2 separate regions of the Lactuca sativa genome follow, and region 2 is linked to region 1. A link is a contact called in public Hi-C data. All regions are on one chromosome and are shown on one strand. Each heading gives the region's core, a stretch centred on a gene start, on an enhancer-like site or on the middle of the called end of the contact. The rest is flanking DNA. Distances are from core to core; before and after follow the strand shown. Region 1 holds the start of LOC111897274 (ureidoglycolate hydrolase). Region 2 holds the start of LOC111897285 (COP1-interacting protein 7).

What was found. Hi-C and Micro-C count contacts between places; a contact is called where the count stands out from the background.
Region 2: a Hi-C map of seed shows a contact between it and region 1, with 5 times the contacts expected there. The contact joins the promoter of LOC111897285 here to the promoter of LOC111897274 in region 1. A contact is called at or near these places in 2 of 4 Hi-C or Micro-C datasets (leaf and seed).

Annotation. Positions count from the first base shown.
Region 1 is chr5:186,004,710-186,010,205 of Lsat_Salinas_v11, forward strand. It overlaps LOC111897274 (ureidoglycolate hydrolase), which reads left to right and starts at 4,181. Exons shown (of 11, transcript XM_023893236.3): 1 at 4,181-4,611; 2 at 4,823-4,908; 3 at 5,138-5,212; 4 at 5,339-5,467. The coding sequence starts at 4,423. LOC111897182 reads right to left here and starts at 2,456. Exons shown (of 10, transcript XM_023893135.3): 1 at 2,240-2,456; 2 at 1,090-1,196; 3 at 532-978; 4 at 262-468; 5 at 33-182. The coding sequence starts at 1,137.
Region 2 is chr5:186,740,450-186,746,171 of Lsat_Salinas_v11, forward strand. It overlaps LOC111897285 (COP1-interacting protein 7), which reads left to right and starts at 1,255. Exons shown (of 12, transcript XM_023893249.3): 1 at 1,255-1,601; 2 at 1,960-2,139; 3 at 2,268-2,379; 4 at 2,462-2,560; 5 at 2,651-2,700; 6 at 2,821-2,973; 7 at 3,063-3,274; 8 at 3,358-4,586; 9 at 4,684-5,541; 10 at 5,630-5,722. The coding sequence starts at 1,543.

The sequences.
Region 1 (5,496 bases), core at 2,931-5,430:
TAAAATGGTCATTTTAGTGAAGTAATCCTTACAGTTTGATTTTCTGGTAGTGTTTTCTGATCCTTAGTCTGCAGTCTTTGTCTGTTCTTTATGGCATGAAGATGAGCACGGGATGGAGCAGCAGAACCTGATGCTACAGAAACTGCTAATTTACCTAAAGACCCCCATCTCTCTCCAACCACCTGTAAATTCTCAAATGTCAATATATTTACATGATCATGATGATGATGATGAAGTATGGATCATAAATGTAAAATGAACCTCATCAAGTTTTTTTCCTTCACGAGCTGCTTGTTCTTGAGCGCGTTTCAAAGCTTTAAGTCGCCAGCTGGCACCTCCATCACCTACTACAGAAGTTGATAGAAGATTAGAATCTCCAGAATTTGCTCCTTCTGCTTCCTCTTCAGGGTAACCACTTCCATCATTGTTGAAATAAGGATTAAGTTCTCTTGGATTCGCCTTTTTAATCTGGAAAGAAAAAAAAATGAGAATTAAAGGAAATCTATGATTTTGAAAAGATGTAAAGAGTACCTCTTTGGCAGGAGGTTCTTCTAGAAGATCAGAAGTTGATACTGATGCAGGTTTCTGCTCCATGTTATCTTTAGGTCTAAGCATCCACTCCATTCCCATTTCTTTTCTTATAATATTCTCATCATTTTTATGGCTTTTCTCAACTGCTTTATCTTCTTTAGCATTATCATTATCACTAGAGTATTCTTTTCTCCTTGACTTCTTTGACTTGCCCTTCTTGTGCTTCTTTTCTTTTTTTCTTTTTCTATGTGACCTTGTATCCTGATCACTACCACTTTCACTTGCATCAGAATATGAAGATGAATCTTCTTCAGAGGAATACCATTTCTTTTTAGACTTTTTCTTTATTCTTTGAGATCCATCGTCACTTGAACTACTCTGATTATGCTTCTTTTTCTTCTTATGAATTTTCCTCGTATCTGAATCATTCACCTTCTCATCATGTGTCTAAAAAAGTTCAGGATTCACATTTAATACATAGTTTTTATTATATAGCATCACATCATTAGCTGAAGTAAATGAATTATAAGAAAGGAAGACTAAAGGAATGAGGCTTACTTTATCATCAATCTGATCCCGTGGTATGAATTTCAAACCTGAAAGCATCTTTCCCTTTCCTTCTTCACAATTTTGATCAAATATTTAATTCAGCAGTTGAGTATATCCTGAAAAATATAATCAAATAACAATTGAGCATTATGTTGTAAGTCCAGTAATCAAACACTTCCATGTGATTCCATTAACAAGGTGCCAAGGTCCACTAAAATCTAAAACAATTTCAGTGTCTGCCCTAAAAGATTGTGTAGCTTAAGAAACAGAACTTCTCTGTCTATTGCAGGAAATGGAAACATAAAGATAGATGATGTAAAAACATATTGGCCAATAAATAACAGATAATATTGGAAATAGAGTACAAATGCAAGAAAATACTGAAAGCGAAAAGGAAATTATGATGAACTGGGAGACTTGTTAATCAGACTTTAGTGGAGATGTTTGTTGTGTTCATTAATCCACAGGTATGTTGGGACAAAGATGCAAAAACAACTCTCTTAATTTTGGAAAACTCAAAATAGAATCATTCAAACTAAAAACCCATGCCTTAATCCCCAATGATTCAATTAGATTAGCAAAATTATTTCTCAACTCAATCCTCTTAATGAATATACTCTGCACCACATTAAGGAGTTATCTGAGGACACATCCCACTTAAAAGGTCCCAAAATCTGCAGAAACATGATTTTGTCATTTCCAACTTCCAAGTTCATCTAAAACTGACTACTACGAATCAAGTCACAATAATTGGCTTAAACACACATCCATACACCCCCTATATCACAGTTCCAAATAGAATGTTGTTAATCAAATTCAATCCCTGTGTTTATTATTTCATAACTAACCTCGCATTACAGCAAATTGAACATAATGATTATCTGATACAACTATAAAGAAAAACTGTGTTTTAATACGAAATCTGGTAGTTAAATCACTAGTCCTCGTGGTATAGCATCACAATTCCCCAAATTCAAACAAAATCCACCACTAGATCCTATCAGTTTGTTCTACGCTTGGTTATGAGTTTATAAACCCTAAAAAATAGCTCCTAAATCAGTTTTGAGCAAAATCAAACTTAATAGGCCATATCAAAATTAGCAAAAGCGAATAAAGTAACCACAATCCATATGGTGAAACATAAACAAACACAACTTACCTGACAAAAATTCATGGTTATTCTTGATCGTCGGCGGCGTAGCGGAGCAGCAGCGGTGGAGGATCTGTCGTGAGGCGATGAACTGCACGAGGAGATTGTCAGAAGCAGAGACGCAGAGAGGAGGCAGCGGCTATGTTAGTGGGGTCGTACCGTCGGAATCCGTAGGTTCCCCTTGCAATGTCCCTTCCGAACTCAAACTCTTATTTGAGGAAATATGTTTTAAATACTTTTTTTTTTTTTTTGAACTGCGGACTATATTAAAGCGCAAAAAAAAAAAAAGAAAGAGAAACATTACAAAAAAACAGTTTAGAACAGGATTTTAAAATAGTTTGAAAATAATTTAATTATATTAATACTATTATTATAGTAAAGTTGATATATAAAATCCAGAATATTTTAAAGCATTTATGATATCTAATTATAATCATATCATTTAATTATATGTCGTGCGAATAAAAAGTAAATATGTCATTGATGCAGTGTTACATTTAACGTTATAGTTAATACATAAATTACTTATTTTGATATTTTTTTTTAAATTTCCATCTTGATAATTATTTAAAAAGATTTTTAAAGTTCTAAAAAGTTCGTCGTGGTGTGTCATGGCTCCAAAGTTTGTATTTGTCGCTAAGTGTTAATAAAATGTTATCCATTTTACCTTTTTTTTTATATAGAGATTGAAGCATCCATGGATGAAAAAGAAGGTAAATGAATGGAAAGAAGCCGATTACATTTTAATTGTTTTTTTTTCATAGATTATTTGTTTTGCTATAATGATAATTGGCTTGGTACATGGTTATTATTATTTTTGTACAATGATATTTTGATTATTATTATTTTGGTATTGATGATATTTTAATTATTATTATTTTTCGTACAATGATATTTATTGTCATGCTCTTTTTAGCAAGTGACGACTGTTTTATGATTGAAAGTAAAAGAAATAATAAAAAAGAGTTAACTCATTTTTTTGATAAAATAATAGTCATTTTATAACATGAATGTGATGTATGGTAAAAGTTGTCCAACAAATAATAAAATAGTCCAACAAGTTATATGAAGCCCAACAAATGTTCTAATTCAGTACAAGGACTGAAGCTTGGTTTGGGACCCAAAACCGACATACCCGAAACCGGAAGTGGCACAACCTAAACCCATCGATCAAGGTAATTCAAGAATTTCAGGTTTTTGGTCTTCAGGTCGATTCGGTCTAGGTCCAACCCGTTGCCCATACCAAGTTAGAGCCCACTTTGAAGGAACGCTTATAAAGTGTTGGACGCATAACGTGGCCTAGATTGACTTAGTTAATTTACCGGTTGTCATATCACCGTCTTTCACACCATCACCAAAGCATTTTTCACATGTTTATAACCAACTACAATACGATCACGAGATAAATCTCTCATCACCAACATCACAAACATCATTAGCATCAAAGACATGAGCACCACCATAGAATCGGCAAACATTTATTGCATTAGAGGCATGCCCACCACCACAAACCCGACAAGCATTTATTGCTACCAACAACAGAGTTAGAAACACCAACAAATGACACAATCATAAAGAAGTTCAAGTCTCCCATCACGGATCTTTTTATTTCATTTTATAAGGCATTGAGATAACATGCCAGTTAACACAAAAAGGGAAAATTACATGTTGCATGAAAATTACGAGGTAAAATCGACCAAAAAAGAAAGAACGGTGTGAAACCCTAAAACTTTATAAACCTCAATGTTTTCTTGTAAATTTTTCGAAGGGAAACGAAGAGATCGAAAAAAAAAATATAATAAAAATAAAATAATAAAAAAATATCACTTCCATCAAATATATCAAATACATTAAAGAATCCCATCATCCCTATCAATTTTCAGTACAATTATTTTTTCTTCTTTGAATGTTAACTTCGTTTGGCTCACAGTTTCAATAGAATTATTTTTTTTCTTTGAATGTTAACTTCTTTTGGTTCACATGGTCACCTAGGAAATTTAAATGGAGATATTTTATTGAAGAAAATACCAGCTTTTAGAGGCAAAGTTGTTTGTCCTTTGTCATCATCTGCTCCACATGCGATAAACCCCTTTGATTAATGGAGTCGGATTCATCTCTCCACTCCGTGACTAAATTATTCACTCTAAACTCATCAAAATTCTAAACCCAACAATCCCAATCGAACAAGGATAATGATGGTTTTCAGATTCCGTCTCATGCTCTATGTTCTTTTCGTTACCTTCATCGCTTGCGTACAAGCTCAAAATGTTGATGAAATGGACTCAACAATCAAAACAATGGAGGAATTCTCCGGTTATCCACTTCATGAAATTGACTCCGTCTCTTCCTTCGCGGTGGATTCTGTAAATCTTCAGAAACAGGTGGTGTATCATTCAGTTTCATAATCCAGTCGTTTTCTGCTTCTATTCATCATAGATATTTTACTTATGCCGAACTGAATTCGTAGTAGTAGTAGCAGTAGGAATGATAATCGTTCTTTTCAAGCATCAACTGCACTCCGCATCCCAGTAAACTCCAAATTCGAGTTTTGATGATCAAATGAGTTACTTATATTGTTAAAATTGAAAACAGATCGATGAACTTTCGAGTTTCTCGGATTCACCAGCCCCTTCAGTAACAAGGATCTTGTACAGCGAAAATGATGTACTGGCTAGAAGGTATGTAATCGATTATGATCATTAGAATTACGCCTTAAAAACGATAATCGCCCTATGGAATTGTTCATGATCTTCTTATGAAATTAGTTATAGTTTTGATTGAAAAGGAACATCTTCTATATTCTATAATGATCAATCTATATATTAACTGCAAAAAAGTGGTTAGTCTGTTGAAGAAACACAAATCTGTTTATTTTTTCTTGAATCTTTTTTGTCAATTTCCATTTAGGTTCATCAAGAAGTTGATGAAAGAAGCTGGTCTTTCTGTGAGAGAAGATGCTGTTGGCAATATATTTGGTCAGTGGTGAGTTTATTTGTATGCCTTAAACAATATCTTGTACTACTTTTAGTTTATAACATAGAAATATTTTGTACTAAAGTGAACCTCTGAAAGTTGACTTTTGATCTTGTTTGATTCTATACACTACAGGGAAGGGAGTGAACCAGATCTATCTGCTGTTTCAACAGGATCTCACATCGATGCTATTCCATATTCTGGGAAATATGATGGGGTAGTTGGTGTATTGGGTGCCATTGAAGCCATTAATGTACTAAAGAGGTGTTTAAATCTTTTGAGTTTATTGCACT
Region 2 (5,722 bases), core at 5-2,504, 730 kb after region 1:
TATATAATAAGTTTCGTTTATAATTGTCGATAATTAATTATATTTCTATATTAAAAATTCAATAAAATCATGTTTAATTAATAATTTATTTAAAATAATTAATTAATAATTATAAATTTTACTACAAAATTTAATTATTTTTATAATTATAGTTTCCATGTAATATAAACTGATCATGTAATTGACCATTATTTTCTAATTTTTCTTTTGTTATATATGTACACTACGGATTACTAATGCACATAGCAGTATAGTTTTTTGTCGCATTAGAAAAAATAACATAAAATCTTTTAATGTAAAATTAGAGATTCTTATTATCATCTTTTTGTTAAAAGGATTTGTGCAGTAAAACCCAAAACTCTTCTGATATCACAACTTCCCATAAAAAAGTTTGGCGCATAATGTCAACCACGTGTCGGCTTCTGTAATTTTATATCCTGCTCCCTTTTCTTTGTTTGTTCACCACCGTTGCCCCCTTTACTTTTAGTCAAATGTCATAAAAGTCCCCCGTCCATTATAGTCAATCAATCTTTCTAGAAATCATTTTGGTTTAAAATTTAAATTAGATTTAAAAATTATCTAATTTAAACCAAATCGTTGGGCTGTTCATTTTTTTATGATGTAATAAGTTGACGTATATTATTATTATTATTCTTTTGCTAATATAATAGAAAAAGTTATGTATTGTGTTTTACAATGTATTTTTCATTTTCTTTTGAAAAAATCTTAATATTTTATTTTTATTTTTTCGATAAAACCTTCCACTTTTTATTTTTTTCTGAAAAATTCAAAACTTTTTGTTTAAAAATCCTCATATTAAACAGGCTTTTTTGAAGGAAAAAAAAACTAAAATGATCAAATAAAAAAAATTAAAAAACACAATTCTGATATTAGTCTTTTAACTTTTCTGGTAATTTATACTCTTTCCGTCCCAAATTAATTGACTATTTTTATTTTTGAAATATTTTTCTTTAACTTTGATCTTAAATATTTTTATTTGTGTTAAATAGTATTTGATGAAACTTATAACAATAAAAAAAATTTAAAATACAATTCATTCATATATTTTGCATCAAGTATTATATATCAAAAAGAAAAATATTTGAGATTAAAGTTAAAAAATAAATACTTTGAAAAGTCAAATATAGATAATTAATTTGGGAGTATTTTTTAATATTCAGTCAAATTTGATATATTGAGGGTTCTTACTGGAGAATACGCCAACATATAGGGGGGTGTAGGTATAACGTTTTGCAGGAAGCAGTCGAGAGAGAAAAAAAAAAAAGGCACTTTGGATGCTCTCCGGTCTCTCTCTCTCTTTCTTTCTCAATGCAGCAGCCATTAAAGGATCTTTTAAGTTTCTGCTTTAGCTCTGCAACAGTAGCTCGCTCATCAAACTTCAATTCGACTTTCTGCTTCTTTTTTCTTATCAGATTTGTCCAAATGTTGATTTGAATGTCTCAAAATATTGACAATTACAAGGTCCAGAAAAGATCGATGTCTACAGCTTTTCTTTCTATCTGATCGGATTTTCAAGCAAAAATGAAGTCGAAGACTCGTTTGGACTCCGCCGTATTTCAACTCACGCCAACAAGAACAAGGTAAGTTTGTACGCGTTTTTTGGTTATTGTATGTGCTAAGCTCCGAACTGCACTTTGTCCTGTGGCTGTACTTCATATATGTTAACATTTAATTCCGTGATGTTCGAGTGTTACTTCTGTTAGAACTTATTCCACAGGCATTTGACCTACTATGAATGTGGACAAATTTGTGTGATGTATGCTCGATTTATCATTGTTATTTATTTCGTCACTGTTGAAGCATTTAAAACCTAGAAAACAAATAAGCAGATACCATCATCCAATGCAATAGAAGGATAGTTTAGCATGAGTATCAAAAGGATTGAGAAATGCTCGCATTGAAATTTGAATTTAAACGTTACTCCTGCAAAACTACCAGGTGTGATTTATACATCATCGCAAATGATAAGAAAGAGAAGATCGCTTCTGGTTTGCTGAACCCTTTTATTGCGCACCTAAAGACAGCTCAGGATCAGATTGCAGAAGGTGGTTATTCAGTTTTGCTTCAACCAGAATCTGGCAGTAATGCAACATGGTTTACAAAGTGTACAGTTGAAAGGTCTGTATTATTTATTCTTGGTTCTTTAATGTTTTTTGCATTAGTCATTTTGGTAAAAACCTATTAAAACTAGTAGAGAAGATTGAAGAAAAGGAAAAAAGATAACCTAATATCTTTGTTGATTATAGTTTTGTTCGCTTTGTGAGCACCCCGGAGATTCTTGAACGTGTCTACACTATAGAATCTGAAATCCTACAGATAGAAGAAGCAATTGCCATTCAAGGAAACAATGATATTATGGTGAGCCTTATGACCATATATACATTTAACTATATCATATTTCGGAATTATTTGTTCTTAATTCAAGCTTTCATCATTGCAGATAGAAGACCAACATGTAAAGCCTCTAGCAATGTCAGTCAATGAAGGTAACAAACCTGGACATGATACTGATGAGGATAAGGCAATTGTCCTTTATAAGGTAACAAACAAATCACCAATGTACTCATTTTCTCATGTATCTTATCATTTTTTTTATTAACTACCTTTTTCCTTTTTCCCCTTTTGGCAGCCTGGTGTTCAGGAGACTAGCAGTTCCAGTGGCAAGGAGGGAAATTCAAAGTATTGGTGCTTCCTTTCTTGAATTGATTCAGTGTGAAAACCGAATACTTCCCAATTTATATATAAAAACAGGATTATATGTAAAACTACTAAATTCTTATTCACATGTATAACATTCAGAGTCCAGCTCTTAAATGTTCTTGAGACACGCAAAACAGTGCTGAAGAAAGAACAAGGCATGGCTTTTGCACGTGCTGTAGCTGCTGGATTTGAAATTGACCATGTGGCAAATTTGTTATCTTTTGCTGAATGTTTCGGTGCATCACGTCTAATGTAAGTAGATTATATTTTTAACATTTTTTTTTTAAAAAATTGACAACCTGGCAGATTCTTTTGACTTTTTTTTGGTTCATATACAATAGGAGTGCTTGTTTGAGGTACATGGATTTATGGAAGCAGAAACATGATTCAGGACAATGGGTTGAAATAGAACCAGAAGATGCAATTTCCACCAGATCAGATTATTCTGCCATAAATGCATCTGGAATTGTGCTTTCAAGTCATAATAATGAACTCAGAAGTGAGGCTACAACTCCAGAAACTAAAGAAAAAACATCCAGTGATCCAAATGCAGGTAAGGATTTATAAACCAATTGATCTTTATCATTTTGATGTTAATATTCTATACTTTTTTGTGATATGGTTGACCAAATCCAGCTGGTCAACAACAATATCATACAGGACAATTTCCCCATCCAGCTTTTCCTCCATGGTCAATGCATTCTTCCCCTGGTTATCAAGCATATCATATGCAAGGAATGCCCTACTATCAACATTATCCAGGAAATGGTCCATTTTACCCTCCACCTTACCCTCCAATGGAGGATCCCCATAGAATTGAACAAAAGAGGCAATCCATGGATAACTTTGATTCTGAAGAAAGTTCAGAACAACATAAAAATACAGGAAAAATGAAATCAGGGAAGGTGGTTATTCGTAATATTAACTTCATCAACTCAAAAAGACAAGATTCCTCAGAAGATGATGAGTCAGCTTCTGACACTGATCCCAAGAGTAATGCAATTGCAAATAAGAAAACCTTAAGATCTCCAAAGAGAAAAGGTAAAAAAGAAACCGAATCTGATAATGGCCATTGGGATGCATTTCAAAGTTTTATACTCAAAGGAGCTGCAGAAGATGGAAAGGAATCCAATGAAGATATGTTTTCCATGGAAAGGAATCGGAATCAGAATCCCCAAAAAAGACAACAAAAAACCATGTCTGGTGATGATCCATTAGTTCATGGAGGACATGCTGACAATATCCAAGGGGACAAAATTGATATGCAATCATATGAAAGAAATGGAAGAAAGATTATTTACAGGAATGGAAATGATGATGATTTCATGGTAGGTGGAAGAGCACAAGCAAATGTAAGGAATTCGTTAGATCCATTGGCTGATTCCAGGTTTCAGGATCGGAATGGAATTGACTTACGTGGGAATACCGATGAAGCATTAATGGTTTCCATCCGATCATCTTCTGGTGTAAATGACAATAGAATTACTACCATCAACATGGATTATGACCTCTCATCAAGAAGTCAAAATCCAGAAAACAAAGTCAACTATGAGCCACATGACTTAAGCTTGATGCCTGAACGAGGTGTTGAAGATAGGTCAATAGGGTATGATCCTGCTCTAGACTACGAAATGCAATTAACTGAAGATGAGAAAAGGAGAAAAGAGAGTTTGATTGATGTCAAGAAAGGATCCAAAAGTGCAGAAAAGATCCAAAGGTCAAAAGTTAATGGGGATAAGAAGCTTGTGGGACCCATAAGGAAGGGTAAACCATCAAAGGTGAATAGTACTTTAGAGGATGCAAAGGCACGTGCTGAGAAACTAAGATCTTTCAAAGCTGATCTCCAGAAAATGAAGAAAGAACAGGTATTGTTGTTGTTGATTATCTTAAAGATGATGTGGTAAATTCTGATGTCATTTTGTATAAAATTGCCATATGCTTAAATCTAGTTTCCTTTTTCAGCAAGATGCAGAACTTAAAAGACTCGAAGGTCTAAAGATAGAAAGGCAAAAGAGAATTGCTGCACGAGCCAATTCCAATTCCAATTCCAATTCCCATTCCCATTCCAATTCCAATTCCATTTCCACGAGAAAATCATTACCATCAAAACTTTCCCCTATGTCCCACAAATCATCAAAGTTCACAGATTCAGAACCCGGATCATCATCTCCTCTACAAAGATCCAAAATAAGATCAATAGGATCAACAAATTCAAAGAAACCCTCAACAAACAGCAAATTAACTGAAGGGAGTAGTAGTAACAGGATGACTAAATCCATGTCATCAATGTCTGACACAAAGAAAGAAGTCAACTCCATTGTTACTCCTGATTCAAAAGCTTCCATTACACGTATTAGAAGGCTATCAGACCCTAAAAAGATCAACAACAACAACACTCATCCTACAACTACAACTTTATTGAAGACACGGAGTGCAGAAATTGTTTCTAAAACAAAATTATCAAATGGGCCTGAAATTAAAAAGATTTCTGCTATTATGAGCCTTGATCAAAGTAAGGCAGCGAGTTTACCAGAGCTGAAGATCAAAACATCTAAAGTGTCTTCGAATTTAAGTGAAAAGTTTTCGAAAATGAATGAGGAGAAAGACAAAGTTTCTGGAGTTGCTAAAGTGAATTTGAATGAAAAATTGTTGATTGATGAGAATCCTATGATTGATAAGAGTGTTGTAATGCTTGAACATAAGCAGCCTTCTCCAGTAACTTGTAGGGTAAGTAAAAAGTTTGAGGAAGATTGTGTAGGCATTCAAAAGGTGGAAGTTGTTGATAAGGAGACCATTTCAATCCAACCGAGTTCTTGTGAGGTAAGAAAGTTGTTTTTGGGTTAAATGCATTTAGAATTTTAGATTATAAGTTGTATTTTTAGTTATATTATCTATCTTGTTTGTTTAGGTGAGGAAAAATTCAGAAATGGTGGAAAGTTCAGGGGAAAAAAGCTACCAAGCACCTGTTGCACGTGTGTCATCTTTTGAAGATCCATCAACT